Linked DNA regions of Capsicum annuum: region 2 is linked to region 1. Evidence: chromatin contacts called from public Hi-C data. All regions are on one chromosome and are shown on one strand. Each heading gives the region's core, a stretch centred on a gene start, on an enhancer-like site or on the middle of the called end of the contact. The rest is flanking DNA. Distances are from core to core; before and after follow the strand shown.

Region 1 (5,427 bases), core at 1,443-3,942:
CTTTTCAAATATAAATTCAAAGGCTTAAAGTTTGATCTTGAATTTGAACTTGATTTGTTGATTTGAGGGACTTGATCTTGAATTATGCTTGAATTCAAGGGCTTTTGAGCTTGTTCTTGAATATTGCGGTCTTGATCTCGAATTTTGATGAACTTGATTTGAATGCTTGCGCTTTGTAGAGAAATTGCGGCGTTTGATCCACGAGCTTTCTCTTGCTTCTTGTTAGAGTTCTAGGGTCTTTTTCTGAATTATGAGACCCCTATTTATAGTTGTGGAATAGGAAGAGTCATGATAAAGATGGACTTTCTTTGTCCAATCAAATTCAAGTAACGTGACGCCTTTTATGGGTTTTGATTTCATTGGGTCTGCTGCATCATTTTAACATGTGACATGGTCTTATTGGATCCTTCTCTTGACTTGACATGCCATGTCATTTGACATGTGGCACTTTTTTGGGCCTCTAGAATATCTTGAGCTTAGCAAAGTGGGCTCATTATTTCTAATCCAAATTAATGGACTAGCCCAATAAATATTGAACTTTATTTAAATTCACACATGTTTAGACCTAAATAATTAATCCAATTATATTAACCCACAATATCTATTTGGGGATTAATATATTTTGAATTTAACATAATCTAAATTTTGTACGAATTCCAATTTAATAAAATTTCATTGTCCATAATGTGATAGGAGATTCTTAGGGTCTTCAAGTTCCCCCTAGTGTACTATACTAGCAAAGCAGCACACGTAGGCAGCTCAGTTCCGAGACCCATTCAATCTCCAGCAATCGTATGCTAGTGGCATAAGTACTGATTAGTTACGGATCCTTCAACATGGTTTTTAGATCTGTGCATTTTCTTACCAGAGTCGAAACATTTGGATATTCAAGGTTAGCATTTTCCCTTTTTGATGGAACAAGAAGGATACCATTAACAAAGCATCAAGTACATGCACAAATTACAAGAAAAAATATCAGCTCCCATAAATATCAGTGGATAAATTCCAGGAGAGAATTGACACCAAGTACAGGAGAGAGATTAGTCCAATCAAAAAGAGTGATAAACATCATGCTTCAAGGATAGGGATGAGAGTTTGGATGCCATCAAAACATACCTCAAGGATAGGGATGAGAGTTTGGATGCCATCAAAACATCTCTTTGTTAATAAGCAACAGGCTTGAACCAAAAACTAGACCGCAACAGGCTTGAACCAAAAACTAGACCTTCTTGATGGACTTCCCAACTTTCCAAGAACAACACATAGAAGTCTCTCTCAGCGAGCCTAGCATGGCCCAAGTCCGTCCGAAAAATGAGAAGAGCATGTTCCATAGGTCTGTTGCAAATGTGCAATGAAGAAACCTATAATTAACAGATTCTGAGTTGCATAAGCGCATGTAGCATCCATTGACCATGTAAAGGGAGATCAATAAGACGCATGTCTTGAATAAAATCAGAAAAGTCCATAGCCTTTGATCTTGAATAAAATCAGAGAAGTCCTTCATAGCCTTTGATCTCCTAATACAGTTGTACCTCTCAGGTTCAAATCTACACATTAAATCACCACCTATGATCCAATTTCCATCCCAAATGCAGCACAGCCAACTCATCCCATAGGTCTAGCCTTTCCAAACTTGAGTGAGGCCCATACACTCCAGAAAAACAGAATCTTAGATTCACCTGCAAGCACTCCCACATGTATGCTACCCCTGGTAAGAGTCTAAGCATTTCCTTTGTTGTTTGTCCACACAATAATAATGCCACCCCTAGTACCACTTGCTTTCAATTCCCCATTCGACCTACCTTGATCCCCAAATATGCCTTGCTATTGCCACAGAACAATACTCTGTTTTCGTTTCATGTAACACAAGAAATCAGGCTTCCATTTTTGAATAAATAGCTTAATGGTGCTTCTGTTTCTTATGTCATTCAATTCCCTTATTTTCCAGCTGATAATTCTTGCTTTCCTTCAGAGAAAGCTTTGTGGAACCTGCCCCTGCTTAACCCTTCTCCATTCTAATAATTAATTGGGCACTGTAGCTTCTTGGCCACAATCTCGCCCTTTTCGTTAATCTTTTCTTCTATTGTCCTTTCCCCTTTGATTGCTGCAAATACAGCTTCCTTTTGTTCCATGTGTAGTATCATGTCAAAGATTTCATGCTTAAACCCTGATGAAATGACCCCAAGGTCTACAAACTTTAGTCATCACTATCTTGGTCCAATGAAAGGTTTTGTTAACTATCGAGCTTGAAACAACCTGTTGATCTTGCAAACAATTACCGTACTAGGGTTGTGGCAAAGTGTCGCTACTAGTTGGGAAGAGGAACCCGAGTCTTGAGAACACCCAATAGAGAAATCAAAGTTGAGAGGGGAAAAAGAGAGCAGATGAAGGTCGCATGCATGCTTCATCTGCGTCTCCCTTGGGAAGAGAAACCTGAGTCTTCAGAACACCCAATAGAGAAATCAGAGTTGAGAGGGGAAAAAGAGAGCAGATGAAGGTCGCATGCATGCTTCATCTGCGTCTCCCTCGCACAGGTCTAGAGAATCTGCTTGTGTTTTGAAAGCCAATAATGGCTTTTGAGACAATTTAGCATTCCAACCTCCTTGAGAAAGCTTTTGCGTTTCTACATCTATAGGTTAGGCCGGCCTAATAGCCTTCCACTCCTTTAACATATTATTATTAAGATGCAAGTTCCCCTTTACCCTCCTTGAGTAATAAAGACGGTCTCAAGTAGTCTTTTGCAGCAACTGGTCTTTGCCTTAAGTTGGCCCAAAGTTGCCTTCGGATTTTTGGGACTCAACCCTAAGGTCCTCAATAAATTTGAAATTTGAATTAATAGGCTCCTCAGTCTTTGAAACACATACTTGTTTGGACATCAGTTAAAACACCAGCGACTGAGATTTTGGAGAAGGCGTGACGATAACGGAAATTTCAAAAATCATGATGAGGACTCTCAAATCAATTTAGTGCAAAGGTTCATGTGCAACTGCTGGATACAAATCTGACCCAGAGAATATGACTTCTCTTCTTCGTGTTTGAATCTGCACTGATATAACCACCACAACGATCCCCAATAAATTTCAGAGTTTTTCCAACCATACATAAAGCGGGATGCCCCAATCCACCTCTAATTTGCTGCTAATTCTTCTTTAGAGATATCTGCCCGATTCTAAAGACTTACCAGTCAAGTCATTATCTTTTCCCGTTCCAAAACATTCCTCAATTATTATCCTCTCCGTTTTTGCCTTGAAGGAAATTCAAATATCATCTAGTTGTGGTGTTTGAGCTGTAAAACGCTCAAAGCTGCCATCTTCTTCCACTTTCCAAGAACCATTGATGGATAACTATTGGATTTGGACTCTAGCTGAAGGGATCATTGAAGGCTCCAACTAAGCAACACCCTCTAGATTCTCCAATTTAGAATGAGATAAGAGTTCATATTAGGCCATTTCTTAATATTTTCAGCAGCAATGAAAGATTTCCCTGGAGTGACAAACTTCCAGAGAACTGAGTTAACTGGATCACCCAAAGATCTGATAATTTTGTCAGCTAGATCACTCCACCCTGCATTGTAATTCATCTCGGGGATGATAATAGCAGACTTTCTTAGGCCACTCAGTGTTTCTACTCGAAGAAACCTTCCCATAAGAGTTGAAGTTCTGATATACTCAGTCAAATTTTCATCCTTGATCCTGCCCCCTCTTCTGTAAATGTCCCCAGCACCTTTGGAAGCTTATCTCACAGCACTGCATGCTCATCTTAAAATGACTTCGTCAATCTTAATTTTTACTAATGACTACTGAACTCCTTGAACAAGAAACACCTGAAAGAACCTTCATTAATATCATTTAATTCAGAAGACTTATCACTGGAAATGAAAAAGCACACCCTGTCAGCAATATGTGAAGACCCATTATAACAATTGAGATGAAATCATGTAGACAATGATAATGTTGAGCCAGAAAAGGAAAACGTATTCTCTAAGGGTAATGTAATTAAGTGAAACTCATTTGTATCGTACAAAACTTCGATGAAGACAGACATGAAAAGAAGCTACCGTACACAAAGGTGTGAGTAAAGAATTTTGCTGGGATAATGCAGCAGGGGAAACATTGATATCTATGACTCCATAAAACAAACAATCTGACAATCCAAGCCAGAGATTATTTGGGTTGATCATGAACTACAGGCTCAATATAAAAGTTGTTTGATTTCTGTGAACACGTTGCAGCCTTCTCCCAATTATCACCCATTTTGGCAATTCTACAGCAATAACAAAGCAGCCCTAGGTACCGCCCGAAACTAAGAAAAGCTGGAATACAATAAGGCATCAGCCTGGAGACATCGACAAATTTCCAAATGTCGGATGGCTTCTTGTATTGCCTGCCATCACCTACTTTAAAGAAACAACGAAGAAAATAACAGGAAGACAGTTAGCACTAACACTACTGGCTGCTCTCTCTCCTAGCCCAAGAACCGCAAATTACAACTAATTGAACAAATGACAAATGAAGGAAAGAGAGTTTTCTGATCCAAAGGTGTGATGAAAAGGCCACCACCCAAAAGGCTGTTAAGCAATTTCCTTAACTATATGAGCCAGCTGGTTGCCCAACCAAATAAACATTGAATGACTGCAGCAAAACCCTGCCTCTGGAATCTGCTACTGGCTTAAGATAGTACACTACAAACTCCATTTAAGGCAACTTCTTGTTGCCTTCCAAGTTTAGTGTGCCAGCAAGACTATCGGCTAGTTGACTTATTGTGTCAGCTGCAGTAGTAACTGCAGCACTACCAGGTGGAAGTGTTCGCTGTTTACTCTTCTTGTCAAGCAAGGACTTCTCCCTCTCATCGTAATAGGTAAAATCATCCAAGATAGAGGTATCCGCTTCATAGTTCTTGAAAATTTTCAACATTTCCAATCCCTCTGGCAATTTCACCTGAAATGACCAGAATGACAAAACAATGTGAAGCAACTGCAACTAGTAACCCACAAGCTATAGGACACATAATTCAAGCAAGAGTAAGGGCACAGGATTGTCCATTGGCTAGACTTTGAATATTAGCATGCAGAAAAGAAAAGAGAAATTTCCAAAAGTCATTGATCAAAATATGCAACCTACCCTGAAATATTTTGTGGATGATAAAGGCAAAAGATCTGGACTAGCTACATTCAAGATAAACATTTTGCAGAAAATTTGCAGCTCCAATAAGTAATACACATTGAGAGCTGGGTGATGATCTTAGACACTAGATAAGAATGATCACAGTAGTATAGTAGAAGACACGTACCTCTTGAGAATCCCGGCTGTGAGTCACTGGCTTGTTGTCATTATGTTCAAGAAGTATGTGGCGAAACTGACTATTAGGAACGTCCTTAATGACATGCCATTTAACAGGAAATTGCCCACTCCATCGGTCCTGCTGCCA
Region 2 (5,427 bases), core at 829-3,328, 250 kb before region 1:
CGCATGTGCCGCCTAATCTCGTCGAAGTCTGACTGGGGTTTGCTCGCCAAGATGTTCCAACCATGATGGCGGTGTTGGTTTGTTTTGAAATACGCCGACGAAAAATATATTTGTATCATTGTATGGATTGTATGGACAGCAGCTTCTGCCACTGGAAAACGATGCAGTGACGCCGGAATGATATTTTCCTCACGAACACAAACTCTCTGATACCATGTGAGAAATATAATCGGAAAATATTATTGAATTGTTGTCTACATAATTACATTGACACCCTATTTATAGACACTACATTACAATCCTTTTCTAAGTAGGATTTGTATACTATTCCTATTCTTATTCTAACAAATCTTATGCGTCAGGATTTAGATGCTTCTCCTCAGTGCTTCCAGCAATTGTTGTAAAAGAGTGCGTCTTTCCTTCTCCCAATAAAAGCAGTACCTTAAGATTCCAGCGTCCACCCATTCCCAGATTTATGTATAAGCTTTATTTTGGTTGGAAAAAATGAAAACTGGAGTACTCTCTTTTTCTTTTCCTAATAGGACATTTCTTTTAGAAATTTACTCTGGAAAACATCATGATTGTCACTGCAAGAAATAGTGAGACTGGGAATCTTGAGATTAGAATAGATGTATGAGGTAGCTCTGGAGATAATTAGGTTTGTGATTGTGGTGGGGATGGGTGCATCACTGTGATGGTAGATGTATCTAAAGAATGCAAAATGGATGACTTGTTGAAGTAAAATATGAAGATTATGCCTCCTGACTAATGTAATAATGGTCTTGCCTAAAAATAGTTGTTTTCACCTCAGATAAAGTTGTTGCTCAGCATGTGTAGGCGCTCTGAATAAGTTAAATCTAGTTCTAGTATTACAAGTTTTGATTTCTGTTCATCTGAAAAAGGAAATCTCTTCTCTAGCTAGTTTCTTCCTGAGGAACTCATTATGCATTGGAGCAATTCTGCCTCATATAGATAATTTTTGCAATATGTCGTGATTCTTTTCTTTTGCCTAAAAGGAAACATCCAAAGTTGTTTGACGTGTAGATTTTATTCTAGATTTTTGATTTCATTTGCTCTGATTTGCAGGGAAATGATCCAGCATCGGCCTTACACCCACAAAGTTGATGTTTATAGTTTTGGCATCGTTCTGTGGGAACTGTTAACAGGTATGCTTCCGTTCCAGAAAATGACCGCAGTGCAGGCAGCTTTTGCTGTAGTCAACAAAGGTGTTCGTCCAGCAATCCCCAATGATTGTTTGCCTGTTCTAAGTGAGATCATGAACCGCTGCTGGGATGCTAACCCTGATAATCGGCCACCATTCTCTCAGGTGGTCAGAATGCTTGAGGTCGCGGAAACAGAGATCATGACAACTGTCAGAAAGGCCCGTTTTAGGTGCTGCATAAGTCAACCAATGACTTCTGACTAATGTGGGAAGAGGAAACTAGAACCAGTAAAAACATTGGTAATTAAATTGGGAAGGCCAAAAAACAGCTGATTTTATAACCTCCTCTGTGCATCTCTATCAAACATAATTTCTCTGTTCAGATAGCAAAGGGAGTAAGTTAAAAGGGTTATTGTTACTTTGTTGTATCTTTTTTTTTTGGGGGGGGGGGGGGGGGGGGGGGGCTGGGGTTCTTTGGATTGAAGATGCTGATTAGTAGTAAATAGTAATAGAGAGGGTTGATGTGTATTTATACCTGTCCTTTTATGGAATTGTTACAAGTTTGAGCTATAATGTCCAGAAGACCTTTCTGATTCATGCCCAGACCCTCATCTTTGTGTTAGCCCCCAATGCTTGATCTTGCATTGCAGAAATATGCTAGCAAGAGTAACATTTTGCTTGAAAGATTGAGGGCGTATTGAAATCAATTCCTATGACCGCAATATATTAGTCAAAGTGGCATTGATGTATGACAGGTTCCGAGGACTGCAATTTCCTGATTATTGGGGAGCAAGAATGACACTTTGGTTGGAGATGGGACATAGCCAAATTCTATTTATTTGATGACAATATGGTAGTTGGTCTATGAGAGTGAGTTGGGGATTAATTACAGGAGATCATAAGTTCCTTCAACTATCCAAGTGGTCCAACATTCGATGGCTTCATTGATGCTCACCTGGTAAGGCAGGAAAAGGAGGTATCCAGTACTTTCAAAAGAAGAGTTTTTTTTTTGTCGGATGTCCCCGAAGGGACAAAGAAGAGATCAAGATTTGAAATTTGTTGGCTAGACTGGTAAAATCTCCACGTTAGTCACACCTAGGGCTGACAAAATGGGTAATTTTTATGGGTATCCATTCAATTTTTCAATTTGACCCATCTTAAATGGTTGCATACTTGATCATTATAAAATGAGTCAAATTATGAATAAAACTCATATTACTTATTTAAAATGTGGGTAGTTTAATGGGTTAAAAGGGCGCATCCATAAAATAAAAAAGAGGCATGTTTCTCAAGATGTGTTTAGTATGAAGGAAAATGTTTTCCTAGAAAATATTTTCTTATATTTTCTTGGAAAATATGCAGTTGTGTTTGGTTAGTAAGAAGATAATATTGTTTTAAGAGCATACAAACAAATACTAATGACACCAAACGCAACCATGATCGGAGACCCCAAGTCCTTACACAGGATCAAGGACACGACCCTAACAAGTAACAATCGACTTACGATCCGGCCTTGAGTCCTCACTCTGATTCCAACCTCAATTTTTGACTTGGAAACCTACCTCGACTATCGATTCGAGACACAACCCTGACCTTTGACACTCGATTAGGGACAAAACCTCGACACCTGATTCAAGACTCGACCCTGACACTAGACCTAGGACACAATGGGGACCTGACTTCAACTCTTGACCCGAGAACTATCTCAAGTCTTAACCCTAACATCCCACCCAAGACCTAACCACGACTCCTGACTCCCAACATCGATTCCCAACTTAGGACCCGACCCCCACACCTAACCTCGATATCAAACTTGAGAGTTGACCCCGACTTCCGACTCGGGATCGAACCCCAACTTCCTACTTGAAACCCGATGTACTCTAGACCTAAAACTCGACCCCAACACTAGACCTGCGATTTGACCCCAACACTGGATCTGAGATCAGACTTGAAACCTCACCCTGAATCTTAACCCTGACACCCCACCCGAGACCTGAACCTGACTCCCAACTTGAGACTTGGCCCCAACTCTTGACTCGAGCGCCCACCCCGATTGCTAACTTGAGAGTCGACCCGAACTCCAGACCCGAGACCCTACTTCAACACTCGACCTAGGGCTCATTCTCGAGTTAAGAGCCAATTTTGATGACACCCGACCTAAGACCCGACCCCAACACCTGACCCAGAAATCATCCTCAACTCTCGACCTGAGAGACAACTCCAAATTCGACTCTACACTCTTGATTGGGACCCGACTCTGACAGCCGATTCAGGATTTGACCCCGACTCTCGACCTGACCTAAGACCCAACCCCAACCCCAACACCAATCCCAACTCCAACCCAAGACCCAACCCCGACTCTCGACTCGAGACCTAACCCCGACTACCGACTCAAAACTTAACCTCGATAAAGATTCTCAATTCGAGATTGAATCCTAATCTCTGACATGAGACCCGTCTTCGACTCTCGACTTAGGACCATCATTATCTCGAAACCCGACCCAACTATTGATCTGGGACCGAGCTCAACTAGAAGAACTAGAATCTTTAATGTTCTTTATCATCTGATATTATGATGAAGATATATACATTGAGTCTTTTGAAGCTTTTAACATGGATTCCTATTATAATAGGGAAACTTACCTAATTAAACCATATTTAGAAAATATTTATCATTTATAGCTATATAATTTTAGTACATGCATAATTCACTTTTAATACATAGTGTAATTTTTTGGAAAAATGCTCCGTTTTTACCTTGAACTATACACGAAATTGCTGAGACACACCCAAACTTTAGGAGGGTCCTATTACCCCCTGGACTAATTAAAACCGTATTTTTGACAACCTTAGTGCCTGTGTGGCACATACATGGTACATCAGTTAATCAACACACTAAAGGTCCTCGTAGGCACACGTATGTGCCATGTAGGCACTAAGGTTGTAAAAAATACAGTTTTAATTAGTCCAGGGGATAATAGAACCCTCCTAAAGTTTGGATGTGTCTCAGCAATTTCGTGTATAGTTTAGGGTGGAAACAATGCATTTTCTCTAAATTTTTTACCAAGACAAGCATAAAACATTGAAGACACTTATAATACACTATATTGCATGCATAATTCACTTTTAGTACATTGTAAATACATTTCTATTGCATGCATAATTCATTTTTAATGCATAATGTATTTTTTTTATCAAAATAAGTACAACACATTTTAATACACTTATAATACATTTATATTGCATACATAATTCACTTTTAATCTATAGTACAGTTTCTATTGATGGTAAATATTTTTTAAATATCGTTGTTCCTTTTTGTTTGTGAACAAAAATTATTTTCAGATAAAGAAGTAGATAATAAGACAAGTTTTGATCCGACCGTTATATAAAAGGAAAAGAAATGCGATCGAGTTCTGAATTTGGACAACCAACATATCCCGGGATATAAGGAAATCAGGTCATGTGTAGTTCAAAAGACTAAAGGTAGGAATGGAATATACCAAGCTGAAGAGTCGAGCGAGATCCTGTTGAGGTCCATCCTATTGTTACATAAAGTAAAACTAAAAGTTGAAAGAAAAATACAAGTACAAGATCCTATCTATGTAGCTTCTCTTGAATCTTCACTTGAGTCTTGAATTTCAGATCTCATCTTGCTTTTTGGTAAGTGCCTTCATCTTGAAGCTGAGATTTGATACTAGAACTTGGGTGACACTTTTCAAATGATGCTTTGAGGATATTGTTGATTGTTTATTCTTGTGATTTGTAGCTGGATAAAAACACATGTCCAAGTTCTATGCCGCTACATGCTAACTTTAGATGTTATTGAGGCCGAAAGTTTTAGAGAAGATGAGAATCAAACTATTTTTTGGCGGGTGAACTTGCAACATCACTAACAAAAGAAACAAAGAACATTTTTCCCATGTTTTCACTGAAAAATTTGTGAGTTAGTAGCAATTGAAAACTTTAAATATAACTCAGATCAGGAAGTATTTATCTTAGGAGAAAATAAAATAAAAGATCTAAGATTGGAAAGTGTTTATCCCATGAGGAAAGAAAAGAAAAGTCTTAGACTAGAAAAATTTATCCTAAGAAAAAAATGAAAGGTAACTATCTGCTACTAGGTATGTTCATCCTAGGAGACAAATGAAAGATGAATGTCTTCTACTAGGAATGTTCATCCTAGGAGATGAGATGTCTGTCTGCTACTAGGCACCTCCATCTTAGGATACGAATGTAAGATGTCTGTCTTCTACTAGGAATGT

What was found. A called contact is a pair of places that touch in the nucleus more often than the background predicts.
Region 2: a Hi-C map of leaf shows a contact between it and region 1, with 3 times the contacts expected there. The contact joins two enhancer-like sites. A contact is called at or near these places in 5 of 5 Hi-C or Micro-C datasets (bud, leaf, pericarp and 1 more).

The regions. Positions count from the first base shown.
Region 1 is chr5:117,774,451-117,779,877 of UCD10Xv1.1, reverse strand. LOC107870866 (YTH domain-containing protein ECT1) reads right to left here. Exons shown (of 8, transcript XM_016717550.2): 7 at 5,290-5,427; 8 at 3,954-4,937. The coding sequence ends at 4,695. Among protein-coding and RNA genes, the nearest start is that of LOC107870866, 30 kb to the right of the region's middle. Within about 2 kb of position 2,692, at least 4 of the 5 cell types and tissues checked have an H3K27ac peak or open chromatin away from gene starts, as enhancers often do. A contact at or near this core is called in leaf, where this site is marked.
Region 2 is chr5:118,026,717-118,032,143 of UCD10Xv1.1, reverse strand. LOC107870865 (serine/threonine-protein kinase STY13) reads left to right here. Exons shown (of 4, transcript XM_016717548.2): 4 at 1,087-1,759. Among protein-coding and RNA genes, the nearest start is that of LOC107870865, 24 kb to the left of the region's middle. Within about 2 kb of position 2,078, at least 3 of the 5 cell types and tissues checked have an H3K27ac peak or open chromatin away from gene starts, as enhancers often do. A contact at or near this core is called in leaf, where this site is marked.